3 separate regions of the Pan troglodytes genome follow, and all the other regions are linked to region 1. A link is a contact called in public HiChIP or PLAC-seq data. All regions are on one chromosome and are shown on one strand. The core of a region is the stretch at or near the end of the contact, and the rest is flanking DNA. Distances in the headings are between cores, read along the strand shown. Region 1 holds the start of TGFB3 (transforming growth factor beta 3). Region 2 holds the start of TTLL5 (tubulin tyrosine ligase like 5). Region 3 holds the start of FLVCR2 (FLVCR heme transporter 2).

The links. HiChIP or PLAC-seq counts read pairs in DNA pulled down with a chosen protein or histone mark.
Region 2: an H3K4me3 HiChIP or PLAC-seq map of stem cell-derived excitatory neurons shows a contact between it and region 1, with 7 times the contacts expected there. The contact joins the promoter of TTLL5 here to the promoter of TGFB3 in region 1. A contact is called at or near these places in 1 of 7 Hi-C or Micro-C datasets (stem cell-derived neural progenitor cells) and 1 of 1 datasets of contacts at active chromatin or transcription factors (stem cell-derived excitatory neurons).
Region 3: an H3K4me3 HiChIP or PLAC-seq map of stem cell-derived excitatory neurons shows a contact between it and region 1, with 11 times the contacts expected there. The contact joins the promoter of FLVCR2 here to the promoter of TGFB3 in region 1. A contact is called at or near these places in 1 of 7 Hi-C or Micro-C datasets (stem cell-derived neural progenitor cells) and 1 of 1 datasets of contacts at active chromatin or transcription factors (stem cell-derived excitatory neurons).

The regions. Positions count from the first base shown.
Region 1 is chr15:73,939,182-73,941,921 of NHGRI_mPanTro3-v2.0_pri, reverse strand. TGFB3 (transforming growth factor beta 3) reads left to right here and starts at 1,313. Exons shown (of 8, transcript XM_016926465.4): 1 at 1,313-1,531; 2 at 2,561-2,740.
Region 2 is chr15:73,613,599-73,616,298 of NHGRI_mPanTro3-v2.0_pri, reverse strand. It overlaps TTLL5 (tubulin tyrosine ligase like 5), which reads right to left and starts at 1,273. Exons shown (of 34, transcript XM_063793745.1): 1 at 1,078-1,273. It overlaps ERG28 (ergosterol biosynthesis 28 homolog), which reads left to right and starts at 1,556. Exons shown (of 5, transcript XM_510078.6): 1 at 1,556-1,687.
Region 3 is chr15:73,529,710-73,532,409 of NHGRI_mPanTro3-v2.0_pri, reverse strand. FLVCR2 (FLVCR heme transporter 2) reads right to left here and starts at 1,424. Exons shown (of 10, transcript XM_009428171.4): 1 at 266-1,424. The coding sequence starts at 952.

The DNA of each region.
Region 1 (2,740 bases), core at 64-2,563:
CATACGACCATCACCTTATAGTCAGTTTCCAGACCTTCACCCCCACTTCTTCCCCAACTTGCTGAAAACAGAAGGCAAATGGTCCTCACTCTGGGCAGAGAGGTACCCTGCAGTAGTAGCTTCCAGACCTTGCTTAGCACCTGAATCACGTGTGAGGTTTGTAAAGAAACAGAGATGCCAGGGCCCCAACTCTGGAGACTCTGATTTGGTAGAGGTGGAGTCCAAAAAAGTATAACTTTAATAATTTTCCTTCCTATCTTGCAACTGTCTGCTCAAAGGCCTTCCCTTATCACCTTATTTGAAACTGCAACATCCCCCAACCTAGGCACACCCCATCCTCCTTCCCTGCTTGATTTTCTGCCACACCACATTTGTTTGTTTGTTTGTCTGTTTGAGACACGGTCTTGCTCTGTCGTCCAGGCTGGAGTGCAGTGGTGCAATCTTGGCCCCCTGTAAACTCTGCCTCCCTGGCTCAAGTGATTCTCCTGCCTCAGCCTCCCAAGTAGATGCCTGCGCCAACATGCCGGGCTAATTTTTCCATTTTTTTGTAGAGACTGGGTTTCGCCGTGTTGCTGGGGCTGGTCTCGAATTCCTGAGCTCAAGCAATCCTCCTGCATGGGCCTCCCCAAATGCTGGGATTACAGGCGTGAGCCACTGCACCTGGCCCAGCACTTTTTACCTCACTACATCATTTACATATTTATTTAGTTTATCGACTCCTCCACTGCCCCACCCCTGCCTCTAAAATAAAATTTCCCTGAGGGCAGGAGTTTTGTTTCGTTCACTGATATTCTTCACAGAGCCTAGAATAGTGCCTGGTATATAGTAAACATTAAACTTTTTCTGAAATTTCAGAGGCAGTATAGCATAGTAATTAAGTCCAGACTCTGGCAACGTCCTGGGTCCAAATCCCAACAGCTGACACCTAATAACTATGTGACCTTGGGCAAGTTACTTTTAAAGTTTCTACCCCTAGGTTTCCCATTGGTTTTGCAAATGAAAGTAATGCCTACCCAAGCTAGATAGCCTGTGTAAAATATCGCCTCCATCACTCACAAGCAGTGTGGTCTGTAAAAAAAAAAAAAAAAATACTCTATGCCTCAGTTTCCTCATCCGTAAAGTGACCCACCGCTGTGCTGGGATACAGAGAACAGCCCCTTCAGTTAGTGGCCTGGAAGCCAGACCTCTCAGAAAGGGTCCAGGAAGGCTGGAGTGAGATGGGGTGGGAGCGGCACTCGCTCTCAGGAAAGTTCAGTTCAGAGGCAAGCCCTGTGTTGCGGGGTGCGGGGAGCCACGTGCCCTACCCTCCCTTGGCTGCTCGTGGGAAAAGGCCTAGAGGTTCGGGCCGAGAAGAGGAGCGAAAGCACAGAGCCGACTTCCCCTCACCCATCTGGGAAATGGGCTCGGGCCAACTGCTGACTTCGCGCTCGCTGGCGCAGCTCCCTGCGGAGCCCTCGGCGGGGAGGGAGGCTGAACATCTGGATGACATTTCTGCGAGAGCGGCTCCGGAGCAGCGGTCGGGGAGGGAGAGGTGCGCTCGTGCGCACGTGGGGCCGGGAGGGAGGCGATTCCTCGGGGCCTGGGTCTTGTTTTTCTCGCTCTCTACCGCAGCCCCTTCTCCCGCCCCTCAGCCCCCACCCCGCAGCCCCCAGCCCCCGAGCCTCCCCGGCTCCCGACCAGCCGAGCTCCTTCACTGGCGGCCTCGCTTCGCCAGAGGGCACCCTCGATCTTCCGGAAAACGCCACCATTTTTCACTGCCCCTGGAGCGCCTCCAGGCTTCTGCCCGCCTCCCGACTCCGATCTTGTCAATGAAGAATCGGGCCAGGATCGCCGCGGAGCGGACGCCGACCCTCCGACCCGGCTCGCAGGCCGGGAGTCCCCTCTGCGAGGCTGGCATGGCCGCCCCTACCGGGTCCCGCGCCCTCTGCGGACCCTGCCCCGGGTTGGGCCTGGCCCGCAGGCGGCCCCGGGACCGGGGGACCAGGAGGGAGAGTAGACGCGGGCCGCGGACGGCGCGGACTGACAGCTGGCGAGAGGGCGCCGGGGCTGGGGGAAAGGGAGGGAGGGGGCTCATCGGAGTAACTTTCCAGAAAAACAGCCAACGTGTAGCAGGAGTGATTCCAAGAGGGGAAAAAAAGTTCAGCTACCACGTCGAACGAGAGGACTCGCAAAGTATTTTTCAAATGGGCTCGGCTTTTCCTGTGCCTGTTTAAAACATTAACATCGTGCAGCAAAAGAGGCTGCGTGCGCTGGTCCCTCCCTCCCCCACCCCAGGCCAGAGACGTCATGGGAGGGAGGTATAAAATTTCAGCAGAGAGAAATAGAGAAAGCAGTGTGTGTGCATGTGTGTGTGTGAGAGAGAGGGAGAGGAGCGAGAGGGAGAGGGAGAGGGAGAGAGAGAAAGGGAGGGAAGCAGAGCGTCAAGTCCAAGGGAATGAGCGAGAGAGGCAGAGACAGGGGAAGAGGCGTGCGAGAGAAGGAATAACAGCTTTCCGGAGCAGGCGTGCCGTGAACTGGCTTCTATTTTATTTTATTTTTTTCTCCTTTTTATTTTTTAAAGAGAAGCAGGGGACAGAAGCAATGGCCGAGGCAGAAGACAAGCCGAGGTGCTGGTGACCCTGGGCGTCTGAGTGGATGATTGGGGCTGCTGCGCTCAGAGGCCTGCCTCCCTGCCTTCCAATGCATATAACCCCACACCCCAGCCAATGAAGACGAGAGGCAGCGTGAACAAAGTCATTTA
Region 2 (2,700 bases), core at 24-2,523, 330 kb after region 1:
TGTAATCCCAGCTACTCGGGAGGCTGAGGGAGGAGAATCGCTTGAACCCGGGAGGCGGAGGTTGCGGTGAGCCAAGATCGCGCCATTGCACTCCAGCCTGGGCAACAAGAGTGAACTCCGTCTCAAAAAAAAAAAAACAAAAAACCCCTGCAAACATTTATTTAGACTCTATGACAAGCACGCTGACAAGATGCCATCATGTTTCCAGTAAAATAAATTCAACAATGAACCGAAAGATGAATATATTCTCTTGAATCAAAGGGCCATATAAATAGGTGGGGGAGGGGAGGAATGCCCTTCCACTCTTAAAAATTATTCTTCCTAAAAATCACAAACTTTGGTACGACTCTCAAATAGACGATAAAATTAGGAAATTTCCAACACTGCATTTCTAACTTAAAATATTTTTTCCAAAGTAAAAAAGTACATGTTCGTTGTGTGTGTCAGAAGAAGAAATAGGAACTACAAATAAAAGAAACATGTTTAAATGACCATAATCCCAAATTACTCAGCGATAATTACTTGCTGTCAATCCTTCTTAACTTTTCCATGCATTCATAAATACGATGAGACTGTAAATAAGACCAAAAAAAAACAGACCCCGATAATGATTAAAGATCTTCGGCGCAATGGGCAATGTCTAACAACTTCAATGGCTTTCTTCAGGGGATTCTCAACGGGATTTCTTGATCTTTCCCAAAATGCTGGGAAGCCCTTTAAGTTTAAACAAACAAAACCTCCAAACGGGAAGGGATGCCAACCTTTCCTAGGCTGCCTGCAGAGCGGGGAGAAACAGGTCTATCGGAAGAAGAGTAGAGATACTCACCTAAGGAGACTCCTCGCCCTAAAGGAACCTGCTTCTCAGCCCCACCCCCAGCTCACCCCAATCCCACGTAGGTCCGCAGATGCTCCCCCCCGGGAAGGACGGGACGACCCCGCAGCCGCGATTCAACGCGGCGCGCCCGGAAGCCAACAGCTACTCCCGGGCTCTGAGCGGGAAGTGCTGCTGCAGGCGCCAGCCCGGACCCGGGAATGCTCCTCCCTAGGGTAGGGAAGCGCGCGGGCGCAGGCGTTTACCTGTCTCATCTTCCCATGGTTCGGGGCGAGCAGGCGTGGACCGCGCTCTGCGCCTACCTCCCTCCTCCTTCCCCAGCAAGGCTCAGGGCAGCCGCCGACGGCTGCTTCCCCGGTTACTACAACAACCAACAAGCAACCGCCCGCTCGGAGCCACTGCGCAGGCGCTCATAACGCTCAGCTGCGGACGCGGGCGAATGTCGTCACCGCCGCGCAGCGCGGGCGCAGAGCCCTGCCCTCCGCTGAAGGGAGTCTTCTTTTTTTTTTTTCCCGCTGTTTTTTTCTCCGCCCCTAAGAGGTTGACTCCAAACCCGGAGTTCCGCTAGGTCCAACAGGAGGGCTTACGGCGTGAGCGGCGTACCTGGGGAGAGGCTTAGGCAGCGGCAACCGCTGATTGGCAGTAAAGGGGTTCACTCCCCATCTCCTGCTCGGGCGAAACCGGGACAGCCAATGAGAGAGAGTACTGACGGAAACGGCCCAATCCTGGAGCAGGGCTGAGGGAGGGGGCGGGGACAAATGGCTCAGGTGGACTCCCGGCTGGAGCTGTCCTGGGGGAGCTTGTTTGCGGCAGCGGCTGCTGCTGCCACTGCTGTGCTGGGGGCCAGGTCGCCAGGTAAGGAGAATATGGGGGAGAAGAGGGATGTAGGTGTCTGTGTTGCTTCTGATTGAGAGGATCCGGAGAGTCTGGAAAAATGGAGGTGGGATGGAAGGAAGATAACTGGAAGGCAACCTTTTGGGGGGAAAAGGTTTCGAGAGGCGATGACAAGGGGGAGCTAGGAAGATGGAGAAGGCTTGGTGAATTCAAGGAACGAAGGAATGGATGAGCGAATGAGCAGCCACTATGAGCCTAGCACTGTACAAAGAGCCTTCACTTTTTGTCATATAATTCTTACAATAGCCCTTCGGGTTGATATTTCTATCTCCATTTTGCAGATGAGGAAACCGAGACTGAGAAGTGTAAATGACTTACCCAGGGTCACACAGCTACTAAAGTGGTAGGGCCAGGATAAGAATCCCTCTCTCCTGATTAAGTTTTAACAGCACACCTATGCTGGGCTGGGCTGGGCTGGGCTGGGCCAGGGCCAGGACAAAATTTGGAAATAGATGTTGTATACACTCTAAGAGGCCCTTAAGCTTTAGGGAAATTAGGTTGAGAAATTGGCAGAGCAACTCAGAAGTGCTCAGGCTCTGTCCTCATCAGCTATCTGTTGGGATTTCTAACAGATAACACTTCTGTGAAATGGAAGGCATACTTGTGCAGAAAAGTGGAGAGGTGCATCCATGCAGCTTTTCTAAACCCCGGAGGAGTCTCCTCTTGAGAGAGGGTGAGAAAATAAAGAGAATGGGTGGATCTTGGCCCAAATGATAATGGCCTGTGATGTCCAGTAGACCCTCAGTCTCTCTGATCTTCGACAGAGACCACCTTTGTGATCCAGCTCTCCCTGAAGGGCTCATCAATTCACCCTTCCTTCTCTAGATCTCTTTATTGCTTGTTTGGGGCGGGGAGTTGACGGGGGGGGGGGGGGGGGGCGGCGGTGTTTCACACTGTCTTGGGCCATTGCTGACTTTAATATCTGTCCCACTGGGTAGCAGAGAACAATACCGAAACTTGTATTGCCAAAGTGA
Region 3 (2,700 bases), core at 175-2,674, 410 kb after region 1:
GAGAACGACACAGCGAAGGTATAGTATGTTCTAGAAGCATGCTTTTGGCTGGGGCAAGAGCAACTGTGGATGAAAGAGCAGGTGCCCCTGCTTTTGTTTCCCGCCTCTCTTACAGCATCACAATCACTGCCTGTCACACCCAGTCACTGTCACCCAGAGTCAAAAACACTGTTGGACAATCAGCAAATTATAGCCTACCACACCCAATAGTTTAGGTGCAATCTAACACACGCCCCTGGGAACATTCACAAACTGTTCTACCTACCTGATTGCCAAAGACAGCCACGGAGCAGGCTGTTGAAACCTCATTAGCCCCGAACCAGACGGAAGCGATGCGGGAGGGCATGCCCAGGATGAAAACCTGGGCCACAGAGCAGATGAGCTGGCCCACTACGGTGACCGGAAAGAGATGCGGCTTCAGGCTGCCCAGCTTCACCCAGGCCCCCAGGCAGTTGAGAGCCGAGCCAGTGAGAGCAATGGTGCGCAGGCCGAACTTCTCCAGCAGCCAAGCCACCGGCAGGAGCAGAGGGATGTAAGTCAGCATGTAGCACATGGACAGCCAGTCAATGGCAAAGGCACTGACACCGTAGAAGTGCATGAAGATGTTATTGATGGAGCCGTACTGGATCCACTGAAAGGAGTTGCACATGGAGTAGCAGCTAAACACCAGGACCACGGCCCAACGGCGCCTGCTCACCTTGATCACGCTGAGGTCCTCGGGGCCCGAGCTACTGGGGTGAGCCAAGCCACTGGGTTGGGCTAAGGCACTGGGGTGGGCCGAACTGCTGGGGTGGACAGAGACGCTGGGGTTGATGGAGACGCTGGGGTTGATGGAGACGCTGGGATGGACCGAGACGCTGGGATGGACCGAGACGCTGGGGTCCGCTTGGAGTGCGGACTCCGGCGCAGGGGTGTCATCGCTCTCTTCCTGGTTGGGACCTTCATTCACCATCGCCACAGTCTCCTCTGGAATCCTGGAGAAGTGGTGAGGACTCCAGCAGTCAAGGGACAGTGCCCTCCGCTGGTCTCTTAGAGTTGAAAGGACACTTGCCTATTCCAGAAGAAACAGAGACTCGAGGCTGCGTAAAAGCCTCAAGTGGGGCTTCCTGTGCTCACCTCCAAGCTCCTGCTCCCACTTTTGCTTGGGGCTCTCTGTTGCCACCCGCGGCGATCGCTGTCCCAAGGCCGGCCGCACACGCCGCAGCCGGCTCCGGACCGCTCCTGCCTTGGGTCTCCCCACGAGGCGTTCCTTGTGCAGGAAAAGTTCTCTCCTTGCGCAGCCACTTCGCCCGCCGAGTCCTCTCCGGGGCCAGCTTGGGGCCTCGCCCAGTCGGGCACACGTGACCGCCCCGCCCCCGTCCTGCCTGGCTTCCTCCGCCCCCAACCCCCCCCGCCACCACTCCACCCCCGACCCAGTGTCTCTTGCCTTCTCGAGCCCGGTCCTCCGGGCAGAGCAGTTGTTTCGCCACAGCTTGCGGGATGCATTCCTCCCCCACGCCCCGGGCGCCATGGAAACCGCCCGGTTAACCCCCACCCTTTGCACTGCCCCTCATATTCATTTGCCACCCGCTATCAGCGGACCCTGCAAGAAGATCCGCCTGCCCGAAGTAATCCCCAAAATAGAGCGTCTCTGGTGCCCGTCCGCATGCCCTGCGCGCGTGCACCAAAGCCCGGCGCCACCTAAGTGTCCTGGGGAATTCAAGAGGGATTCCCCAACTTTCTCCCCCTTGGCTTAGGCTCCCAGCCCTTGGCTGAACTAAAGAGAGATTTGTAGATTTCCCGGGCTGGTTGCGCTCCTGGGTTAAAGGGGAGTTACCGAAAACTCTCTTTACTCGCTTCTTTCCCTGCGGACGTGGTTTTGTCTTGGGGAGGTTAGATTTGAACCTGTTATGTGGGGCTATTTTTCCTGATGGATTCTGGGCGAAGACCCTAGGGTGCGGGGGAGGAAAAGGAGAGTTTGAAGAAGCCGAAGAAGCTGTCCGCGGTTGTGTGATGGAACGCTTAGCACAGAGCTGGCTCCGGGCTTGGTCTTGGAAGCGGTCTTTGAACTCAAGCAGCCCTAGTCTGCCACCTGCCGGTCCTAGCCCATTTCAAAGGGCAAACCCTCGACTCGTTGCACTGACCCTGTCCTTGGCGAGGGATCCTGGTAAGGAGCCCAAATTCTCCCTGAGTTCAAACACCAGCTTAGCTACAATGAGGTGTCACTGTAGACCAAGGAACTCCACCTCTCTGCGCTTCAGTTTCTTCATCTGTAAAATGGAAATGATGAAATAATAGTACCTACCTCACCGTGTTGTTCTGAGACTTGAATGAATTAATACACGAATGCACTTAGAAAATTCCTGCCACATAGTAAGCATTCCGTGAATGCTGGCTATCCTAGCAAAAAGCTAACATTTGTTGTACAGTGCTAAACAAATTGAATGCATTAGCTCATTTATGCATCACAAGAATTCTGTGATAAAGTTACTATTGCTGGCCTAAATTTTATACACAAGAAAACCCAGACTCAAAGAAGTGAAGTAACTTCTTTCTGAAGGTCCCAGCTGGCAAGAAGAGCCATAATTCTCGCTCAAGTCTGTAATCATTCAAGCTGTAGCCTAGCTATTCAAGCACAGTCTGTGGTTAGCAGCGTGGGCACCTGTGGGAGCTTTTTAGAAGCCCAGAATCCCCTCCAGTGTTAAGGCCTTAAAAAACAAA